Linked DNA regions of Mus musculus: regions 1 and 3 are each linked to region 2. A link is a contact called in public HiChIP or PLAC-seq data. All regions are on one chromosome and are shown on one strand. Each heading gives the region's core, a stretch centred on a gene start, on an enhancer-like site or on the middle of the called end of the contact. The rest is flanking DNA. Distances are from core to core; before and after follow the strand shown.

Region 1 (3,030 bases), core at 492-2,991, 900 kb after region 2:
GACAGTGCCGATTTAGTCAAGTAAGAGAGAGTGCACTGGGGTGCAATTTAATGTTACAGAAGATTTTCATGAACTTGAAAGTCAAATAAAGAACCAAAGGGATTTTATTTGATACTTAAAAATACGGAGTAGGAGTTAAGTCCGCCTGAGTGAGCAGTCAGAACTCATAATGACTGCACTCCGAACACATCTATTACAGAACAGTAGAATGCTTGGATGGCATTAGCCACGAGGTGGCACTTACCGGGTGGGGACTCATACAGCTGGCACAGGTGGGAGGTGTGTAAGGACAAGGCAAAATAGAAGAAGCCAAAGAACAAGTTAACTCTCCTTGCCTGCTGTAATCTGTGGTATAGAAGCTAAAGGCCAAGAAACGAGCAAAAAGCAGAATTTAGGAGTTAGTGATCGTCCCAGGACAACAGCAGCAAGCTGATTGATCGGTGGAAATAGACCCCTTTGGGGTTGGTTATTCTCGGCTGTGACTGATCCAGCTGTCTCCAAGATAAGTATGGCAGACTGCACCTTCGCGTAATTCCTCACTGTGAAGTGTCCCCGAGACACAGAAGTGATGCCATAACTCGAGCTGATTGAGAAAACTCAAATGGGGCTGTTTTGTAGTGTTCCATGAAAGTGGGTCTGAGGGTTACTCTCCCTCTATGCAATACCTAAGAATATGGAAAGATTCTCTCTCTGAGCATCCTCCCAGGGACCAGTGGGCAGCACGAACTTTGGACTGAGGTTCTACCACTTGATTTCCGGAATCTGGAAGCGTGTGTTAAAACATGGAAAGGGGAACAACAAATGTTGCTTTTGTGAGATTGGTGGGTCGGTAAAGTAAACATAATATTGAAACACAGAAGTGTCTGTCCTAGGTTGAGGTGGGACCTGAGAAACTGATCAAATCTAGATGCAGAGTGAGAGGATGGCTAATCAAATCCAGATGCAAGGGAAGAGGATGGCTAATCAAACCCAGATGCAATGGGAGAGGATGTGGTCTCCTGGGCGTGCTGCTATTGTAGCTGAAGGACCGTTCCATGGAGAGAAAGAATAAGAGCCATGATGCGGGACAAGAAGGGGGCCAGGAAGTTGGCAAGGGTGCTCTGAGCAACTGTTGGAACACCCCTGCCCCGTGGGCGGCCCATACTGTGGTTATTGTACCGTTGTTACAGGGTCTATTCATTGTCCTGAACACTCAGTCATGAGTCAGTCAGTCCTGACAAAACCTTAGTGTGATTGCCATCCCACATTCTAAATGATTCATGAAGGCTCAGGGAGATTAAATGAATGAATTATTGGTGTTGGAATGGAAGACCATAGTCTTAACTAATGGCTCCATCACCCTTTATGCACGCGTTATTCCTGAAGGTGGGGATATTATGCCATCGTAGACAAGACTCATACCGTCGACTCCAAAGTATAAGGATATTCTGTATTTAGTGAAATGCAGTGCTAGTATTATCTATTGTTACCAATCTGACATACTCTCCCCAAACCCTCTAGCATTATCCCCATTCTGCAAAGATCTGGAATCCCAAGTCCTTGCTTTTAACTGTAGAGCATTTCAGTCTCAAAGTTAGAGATGGGGAGGGTGGGTGATGGGGGAATGAATTGGCTTAATCCCTGGCTTATAAAAACCAAGGTTATTATAACCTAGTTAAACATTTTCAAAATTATTCACATATAAAATGAAACTGTCAAATCTTTCTCCACCTCCCTTCTGAGTCAGGTCTGAAGGCAGGCAGGCAGCCACTGAGGACCCACAGCCTGCTGGCAGGCGGTCCCGGCACATACTTGCTGACACAGCTCAAACGTCTAACTTACGTAACTTTTTTTATTTCCAAAGGAGACCTTTAAAAATACTTCCCTTTAGAGAGTAACCACAAGGAGAGGTTATACCTTGAGAAAACAAGCTGAAATAGAGAAGATAGAGCCTTTTGAAAATATTATTTTACTTTTTTACAAGTCAGAAACCATATGGAATTTCCACCCTCACACAGCACATTGATGACTTTGCCTGGCTTTCTGGAAACCTGACCCTCCAGGCTCCAAGCTCAGGAGCTTCTAGAGATGAGCTGCTGTCTGGAACTGATTCTGACAAGATGGGGCTGTCCACTCCCAGGAAGGGAGCTTGTGAAGACAGAGGTCAGAGACATCGGATTTTGATCCCTGGTGCCTTGACCTGATCTTGCTTCTCAAAATCATAATTTAGCTAATGCTGGTCTAGTAAGGCATTCCTCATGCCCTTAGCTTTTGCTTTTGAGAGTTACCAAGGATAGGACAGCACACTGCTCAGTCAGCCTGTGTGTTTCACATCTCTCTACAAGCAGTCAACCAGATAAGAACGATGAATGAGGCATGGTAGCCACGGTCCTCATTTGGTGTCCTGTGGCTTCATCTATCCTAGCTGGACATGGCTGGGGGTGGGGGGTGGGGGGGTTAAGAGCAAGCTGTTTTTCACTGAAGGGTTTTCACTCACTCAGTCAGAAGCCGAGCCATATCGTTACAAAGCCATGCAAGCTAGAGCAAGCCAGCATGTATTTCCAGTATTAGATACCATTCTTCCAAACACAGGAATTCATATCTGTGGATGTGACCAACCTCAGATAAGACATATTTAGAGCCAGGTGAGGTGGTGAAATCGCAGCCCTCAGGATGTCAAGACAGGACTGGTTTAAGGTCAGCCTGGGCTTGCAGTGAGTTCTGGGGCAGTCTGGGGCTACAGAGTGAGATCCTGGTTCAAGGAAGGAAGAGAGGGAAGGAGGAAAGACTGGATCATGCTCTGACGGATGGCTTGCTTGTTACTCTATGATACTGAATAACACTTATTCGCATACCATCTGTCTTGCTTTGGGTGGTGTGGGTAAGCTCAAGGCGACCTGAGGCACTTGGGAGGACATACATCCATCTGATCTTACAAAAGGGTCTTGAGCATCTATAGATGCTGGTGTCTATAGGGGCATGGAGCCAATGCCTCAGGCACCCAGGGAGAACGGTATAGTCCTGTGACGTTTGGGTGCATTCTACAAATTG
Region 2 (2,906 bases), core at 68-2,567:
ACCCAAAACACTATGCTTATATTTGAAAAATGCACAAGGTAAGTGCTATTCCAAAAATAGTTGCCCCAGCAAACTCTATTGCTTAAAACTTGCAATTAAGTTTACTGACAGAAAGCCCAGTGTACAGAATTACATACTATAGGAACAGCAGAACAAACAGGAGAAGAAGAGAAAAACTAGGTCAGAGGTCAGAAAACACACCTACAGGCATGGTACGCGGTAGTCAGCGTTCCTCAGAGTCTGAGGTTGTTGCACGGACAGTGGACACACAGAAATCCTGGGAGCAGATGATTTCTCATGCAAGCAGGACAGCAGACAGACAAATGTGAAAGCCATCATGCAAAGGCAGTTAACTTTGAAAATGGCGCCCAGCGCTGAGATTCCGAATAAATCGGACTCTTACCATCTGAGACTGACTTCTCGGACATCCATTGATATCTTCGACTTTCTCATTTGCTAAGATCAAGAAATAAAATAAAAAGAGAGAGAAAAGGACAACATGCTTAAGCAATGAAGTGAAACACAGAGAAGGGAGATCTTAAAATAAATAAATAAATAAATAACCAAACAGAAATACCCCCCTATTCAGTCTCCTAAGCACATGGACAGGAGAGGAGAACACACTTGCTCTCAGCCAACAATTCTATGTGGACAATTCAAGCAAAGGAAAAAAAAAAAAAAAAAAAAAAAGGAAGTCGTTGCTGGTTTTCCTTCCAGTCTGTGCCAAATGACTCCTGACATGAGACCTTTCACAATTATCCCTGCTGGACCAAGACCCAGTTTCAAGGAGTCTCAGTGAATGAGTTACTCTGGTTAACAAAATGCACACACATGGGAGGCACATGGTTTAACGAACCTTTCATTTCTGACAATGCTATATGTGTAAAGAACACTGTTCCAACTATTTCAAAGTACGGCCAGAATATCCCTTTCAGTCTCTCATAAACGCATTTCATTACAATGGAGATAGCTACACTCACAGCACTCCAGGACACATGGAACAGTTCTGTGTCCGTTCTTCCTAAACTACAATGTAGCCTAAGAGCTGTGAGCAGAGCCTCTCCGAGTTTAAGAGAGCAGGTCTCACCAATGATCTGGATGATGTCTGCCAGAAGGACCCCGTCCGCAATGTCCTGCTGCAAGTCCTTGATCAGCCGCTTGTGGCCGGATTTTGCCAGGTAGTGGTTGGCCCAGTCAGTGTAAATCTGTTGGGAGACAGGGAGAGAAGAAGTGAGAAGGGCGTGGGGGAAGGAGAGACAAGAAAACCCCGCGAGGCAAATGTGAGGCTCAAAGGGAAACTGTTCTGGATCGCATTCCAGCTAAAGAAGTCATAGCTCCGAAGGAAACAGTTGTAAAGTCATTTTTAAACGGCTCTTTCCCCCACTTATCTCCTGTTTCAAAGGAGGATGAATCACTCCTTTCAAAATCATGGACTAGTCACTTGTGACCAAGCAAAACTCCCTTCCCAGATGGCTCCAGAGGAGATCGCTACCGGGAAAGAGTTTGAGTTTCTCTCTTTTATTTTTTTCTCCCTTTCCTCCATTATTTTGAAAATAATCCTGTCTGTGTAAAAGGAAGTCACCTGGACCGACTTATAGAGGAACTTTCTAACAAAATGTGTTTCTCCGAAGGGGCTTTATTGAATTTGTCACCCTAGATACTCTAATGTGACAATGTTTTGGCGTGGTTTTCTGAAATAATTGCAAATTCCTTCCTGTCTAAGATATATTGTTTGGACTGTCATCTCTCATTTAAGCCTCTTGAAATGTGTGTGCATTAGGACAAAGAGGCAGCATGTGGAGTTATAATGGAGCAATTGAAATGCAGAATCGGGAAGTGTATTGCCAGCCACAGGGTTGGCATCTGACTTACAGAAGAGGGTGACTCTAGGAACTGGTCACGATATAAAGAAAAGCTGAAATTTCAAGAATATCGCACACACAAAAAGAAATGTTACTATTTTTAAAAATCCTTCAGTCTAGTAACCATAAAAGTCAGAAATCGGCTTAAAGATGTTAAGGTATCATGGGTGGTTCATTTGTAACTTTGTCACAAGGTAGATGGAAGTAGGACATAATATTAAAATTGAAATGAAACTAGAGAAGCAGCCTAGAAATGTTGAATCTAAGGAGAAACTGTGGCCAATGTACGGTGCCTAAAATTAGCCCAGCTTAAGCTGAAGAGCTCTGAATTTTATCTCAGAGTCATGAGCACTAAATGCCAAGACAGTGCAAATATACTATTTAAAATACTTCTGTGCTGGAGAGACCACCCCAGCGTCAAGAGCATTTACTACTACTCTTGCATAGACCCAGATTACCTTCTCAGCACCAACATGGCAGCTCACAACTGTCTATAACTGCAGTTCTGAGTGACCTGATGCCCTCTTCTGGCCACTTCAGGAAACAGATAAGGCTCTGGTACACACACATACACAAACACACACACACACACACACACACACACACACATATACACACACACATGTACATGGTTATATAGGTAATGTACATGCTTGATAATGTTGTACAAATGTATAGTCCCTCCCATATAGGATAATTAATATTTCTTATTATGTTAATTATTTTAAATGATGCATGTGTGTGAGCACACACACACATATACATGCACACAGATATCTTTGAAAATTAGTATGATAATACTTTATATAGCTAAACATCTAAGACAGACTGATCAATTTTTCAGAGTATTACTGGGTAGAAAAGTTCCAAATATTAAAACATAGAAGATAGATTTTTCAGAAGATATCAAGGAATCTCTAAGGCATATCTAGTGATACTATTTTTCTCACCATGTGAAAACCTGAAGGTATATTGGCACATAAAAGAGACTATGTTGGTAAAGTGCCACTTAAATTTCCGTATCTATAATCTTTATTTTGCCAA
Region 3 (2,935 bases), core at 242-2,741, 580 kb after region 2:
AGGGAGTCATACCACTGTGTTATACAGATGACAAAATTGAAGCTTCAAGAGGTTTACTGCCCGGGATAAACTAGCTGGCTCACACAATCATAGCCCAGCTGAGGTTTTCATTGTGTATTGCCAAGCATCCCAATGTGCTAGGATTCAACCATGGCACCATCCACAGTAGCTCGGATGCGATTTTGAGTTGAGTCGGGGCTTCACGTAGCATTGAAGAAACTTTAGCAGAATCTTTAGCCCTCTTACTAGGTGTTAGTAGCACCCCTCCCTAGCTCGGCACCACAAAAAATGTCTCCAAGCGTTGCTAAATACCTCTTGAGAAGGAGGGTGGGAAAGAGGGAGGCAAAAATTGTCTCCAGTTGGCAGCCCGTGAGATCATTCCATCTTTATGTTAGTGTATGAATAATGTTTCAAAATAGTAGTTCTCAACCTTCCTAGCACTGCGACCTTTTAATACAGTTCCTCGGGTTGTGGTGACCCCCAACCATAAAATCATTTTTGTTGCTCTTTCATGACTGTAATTTTGCTACTGTTATGAATCATGATGTAAAAAAAAAAAAAAATCTGTGTTTTCTGATGCTTCTAGGTGACCTCTGTGAAAGAGCCATTCGGCCACCAAAAGGCCACCAAAAGGGCCAAGATCCATAAGTTGAGAATCCCTGCTCTTGATACTAGCCAAAAATCCCTCTTGGTCTTTCCTGGGTTCTGGTGTTCAGAGGCTCCACACCTTGTGGCTGTACAACTTTAGTTCCTGCCTTCGGCTTCAAAAATGCTTTCTTGTCTGTGTGTTCCCCTATATCCATGCTGTTAGATTTAGGGGACATGGAGGAATCCAGGATGATCTCAGCTCACAGGTCTCACAGGTTATATAGATGGAGGTAATATTTCGAGGGTGGTTAACATTTAACTCACCACATAGATTACATGCACCATAATTGTTTTTTTTTTAAGAATTCAAAGCAATTTCTGCATAATCTATCAATCTATCATCTCCTTAATTTTGTAAATGCTCTAGAAAACAAGAAGGAATAACAGGATAACAATGCACAAACAGAGTTAAAGACAAATTGGCAATGTGTTTCGGTCATCAAAATGATCTTCTAGTTTATGTTCAGGTTTCCCACGTTGAGATCTCACCAGTCAATCCCTTCATGGTTAAGGGACAATAAAGGTGACAGTAAGTTCTTGTGAGAAACTAAAAAGCAAAAGATAACATAATTGGGCTTTTTTTCAAATCATTTCATCAAAATAAAGCCAGCTCTCTAAGATCAGCAGGACTTTAAGGAACCTAGCAAAAGAAACCAATCAGGGAATAGCATGAGATGATTAAATAAAGTATAAATATTTGCCTCTTAATGTGGAAGTTTCCTCTAATGTCCATTTCTTCGAGCGATACATCCTCATTTTAAATGAGCTGTGGTTATGCAGCCACGAACAGAACACAAACAGACCTTGCCTTCAGAAAGCAGAGTACTCGTCACACTCCTGTCTACGAAAACTGATCCCCAGAGAGACTGCGAGACCATGCTACCCCAAGAGGGCTTAGTCACAAAGGAATGGTCTGCTGATTTCCCAAAACGCTGCGTTTACTTTTTTGATACCTCTGCAATTCATTCTAAGCGCTGTTGACATTTTAACCAGAGAATCCAGTAAGTGATGAATCACCAGCAGACAGCAAATGACTCAGTTATAGAATTACAACCCTCATTTGTACAAAACAAAAGCCTTCTTTAATGTAAAGCATCATGACTGAACCTCTCTTCTGATTTCTCTCATAGGAGCCTCTCTCTTCCTTCCCCTAACTGTGAGCATGCCCAGTCACTCATTTTCCTACCCTTTTTACAACTGGAAGTTATAATTCAGCAGTTTTAGCCTGTTACATTCCCTATTGTATGTGCAGTGTTTTATGTGGTTATTTCCATTTATTAAAAAGTCATAAATTCATGTATTTTTAATATTTTCTTAAATAGAAAGCAGGGAGAGGGAGTGCCAAGTGACTTTCATTCCTGGCCCAGTCTCTGTCGCAGTGCAGACAGCCAATAATTTTAAGTGTGCCTTTTCAGAAATATTTATGCATATTCATAAGCACGAATCATTCTTATTTAATCACAGAACTGCCACACTTTTAAGGCACAGTCTACTAGAAACTTAATCCCAATTCTTCTGAGATTTCAAGTCTTTCGTCTCGGTTGGCGCCATCCCACAGCTTAAAAAGCCTTAGCATCTTTTCAAAGCATTTTTCCTATTTTTGAAAATCATTTTCCCCACAGATAATGTGTCCCGATTTCTGCTTCCCCTCCCTCTACTCTTCCTAATTCTCATCGCAACCCCTCCCAACCAGATCCACCCCCTTTCTGACTCTCATTAGAAAACAAATAGGCTTCTAATGGGTAATGATACAATATAACATAAAGATAAGTAAAACAAAAACTATTACAACAGTATAGGACAAAAACAAACAGTAGAAAAAGAGTCCAAGAATAGGCACAAGAAACAGGTATAGACAAAGACCCACTGGCTCACGTGCTCAGGAATCTCATAAAAACACTTAAGTGGAAGGGGAGGGATTTGATGGAATTACATCTCCGCACACCCTTAGAGATGAATGTTCTAAGGTCTCTCACTCTCTGCATAATGTCTGTGTGTGAATCTGATGTGTTTTTTCCCCCATTTGCTGCAGGGGGAAGCTTCTCTGATGATGACTGAGCAAGGCACTGATCTATGTGAATACAGAATGTTACTCGGAGTGATTTTATGTACCAGACATGATGGTGCACTCCTTTAATCCCAGCTCTGTGAGTTCTAGGCCAGCTTGGTCTACAGAATAAGTTCCAGACCAACCAGAGCTGCATACTGAGACCCTGTCTCAAACGGGGACAAAAAAGTAATTTTATTGCTTTTATGGTTTTGGTGTGTGGTGGTGGTAGTTTTTATT

What was found. HiChIP or PLAC-seq counts read pairs in DNA pulled down with a chosen protein or histone mark.
Region 1: a CTCF HiChIP or PLAC-seq map of the NIH/3T3 cell line shows a contact between it and region 2, with 5 read pairs. The contact joins two enhancer-like sites. A contact is called at or near these places in 1 of 39 promoter capture datasets (cranial neural crest) and 1 of 15 datasets of contacts at CTCF or cohesin (the NIH/3T3 cell line).
Region 3: a contact with region 2 is called in an H3K27ac HiChIP or PLAC-seq map of the NIH/3T3 cell line, with 2.3 times the contacts expected there. The contact joins two enhancer-like sites. A contact is called at or near these places in 2 of 115 datasets of contacts at active chromatin or transcription factors (the NIH/3T3 cell line and embryonic basal ganglia) and 1 of 9 other capture datasets (pancreatic islet).

Annotation. Positions count from the first base shown.
Region 1 is chr10:110,803,415-110,806,444 of GRCm38.p6, forward strand. The region is part of intron 2 of 1700020G17Rik (RIKEN cDNA 1700020G17 gene); the gene reads right to left. Among named protein-coding and RNA genes, the nearest start is that of Gm36808, 6.4 kb to the left of the region's middle. Within about 2 kb of position 1,742, at least 78 of the 459 cell types and tissues checked have an H3K27ac peak or open chromatin away from gene starts, as enhancers often do. A contact at or near this core is called in the NIH/3T3 cell line, where this site is marked.
Region 2 is chr10:109,902,659-109,905,564 of GRCm38.p6, forward strand. Nav3 (neuron navigator 3) reads right to left here. Exons shown (of 38, transcript NM_001368815.1): 2 at 1,088-1,205; 3 at 404-456. Among named protein-coding and RNA genes, the nearest start is that of Nav3, 96 kb to the right of the region's middle. Within about 2 kb of position 1,318, at least 91 of the 459 cell types and tissues checked have an H3K27ac peak or open chromatin away from gene starts, as enhancers often do. A contact at or near this core is called in the NIH/3T3 cell line, where this site is marked.
Region 3 is chr10:110,483,435-110,486,369 of GRCm38.p6, forward strand. No RefSeq gene overlaps it. Among named protein-coding and RNA genes, the nearest start is that of 9230102K24Rik, 120 kb to the right of the region's middle. Within about 2 kb of position 1,492, at least 33 of the 459 cell types and tissues checked have an H3K27ac peak or open chromatin away from gene starts, as enhancers often do. A contact at or near this core is called in the NIH/3T3 cell line, where this site is marked.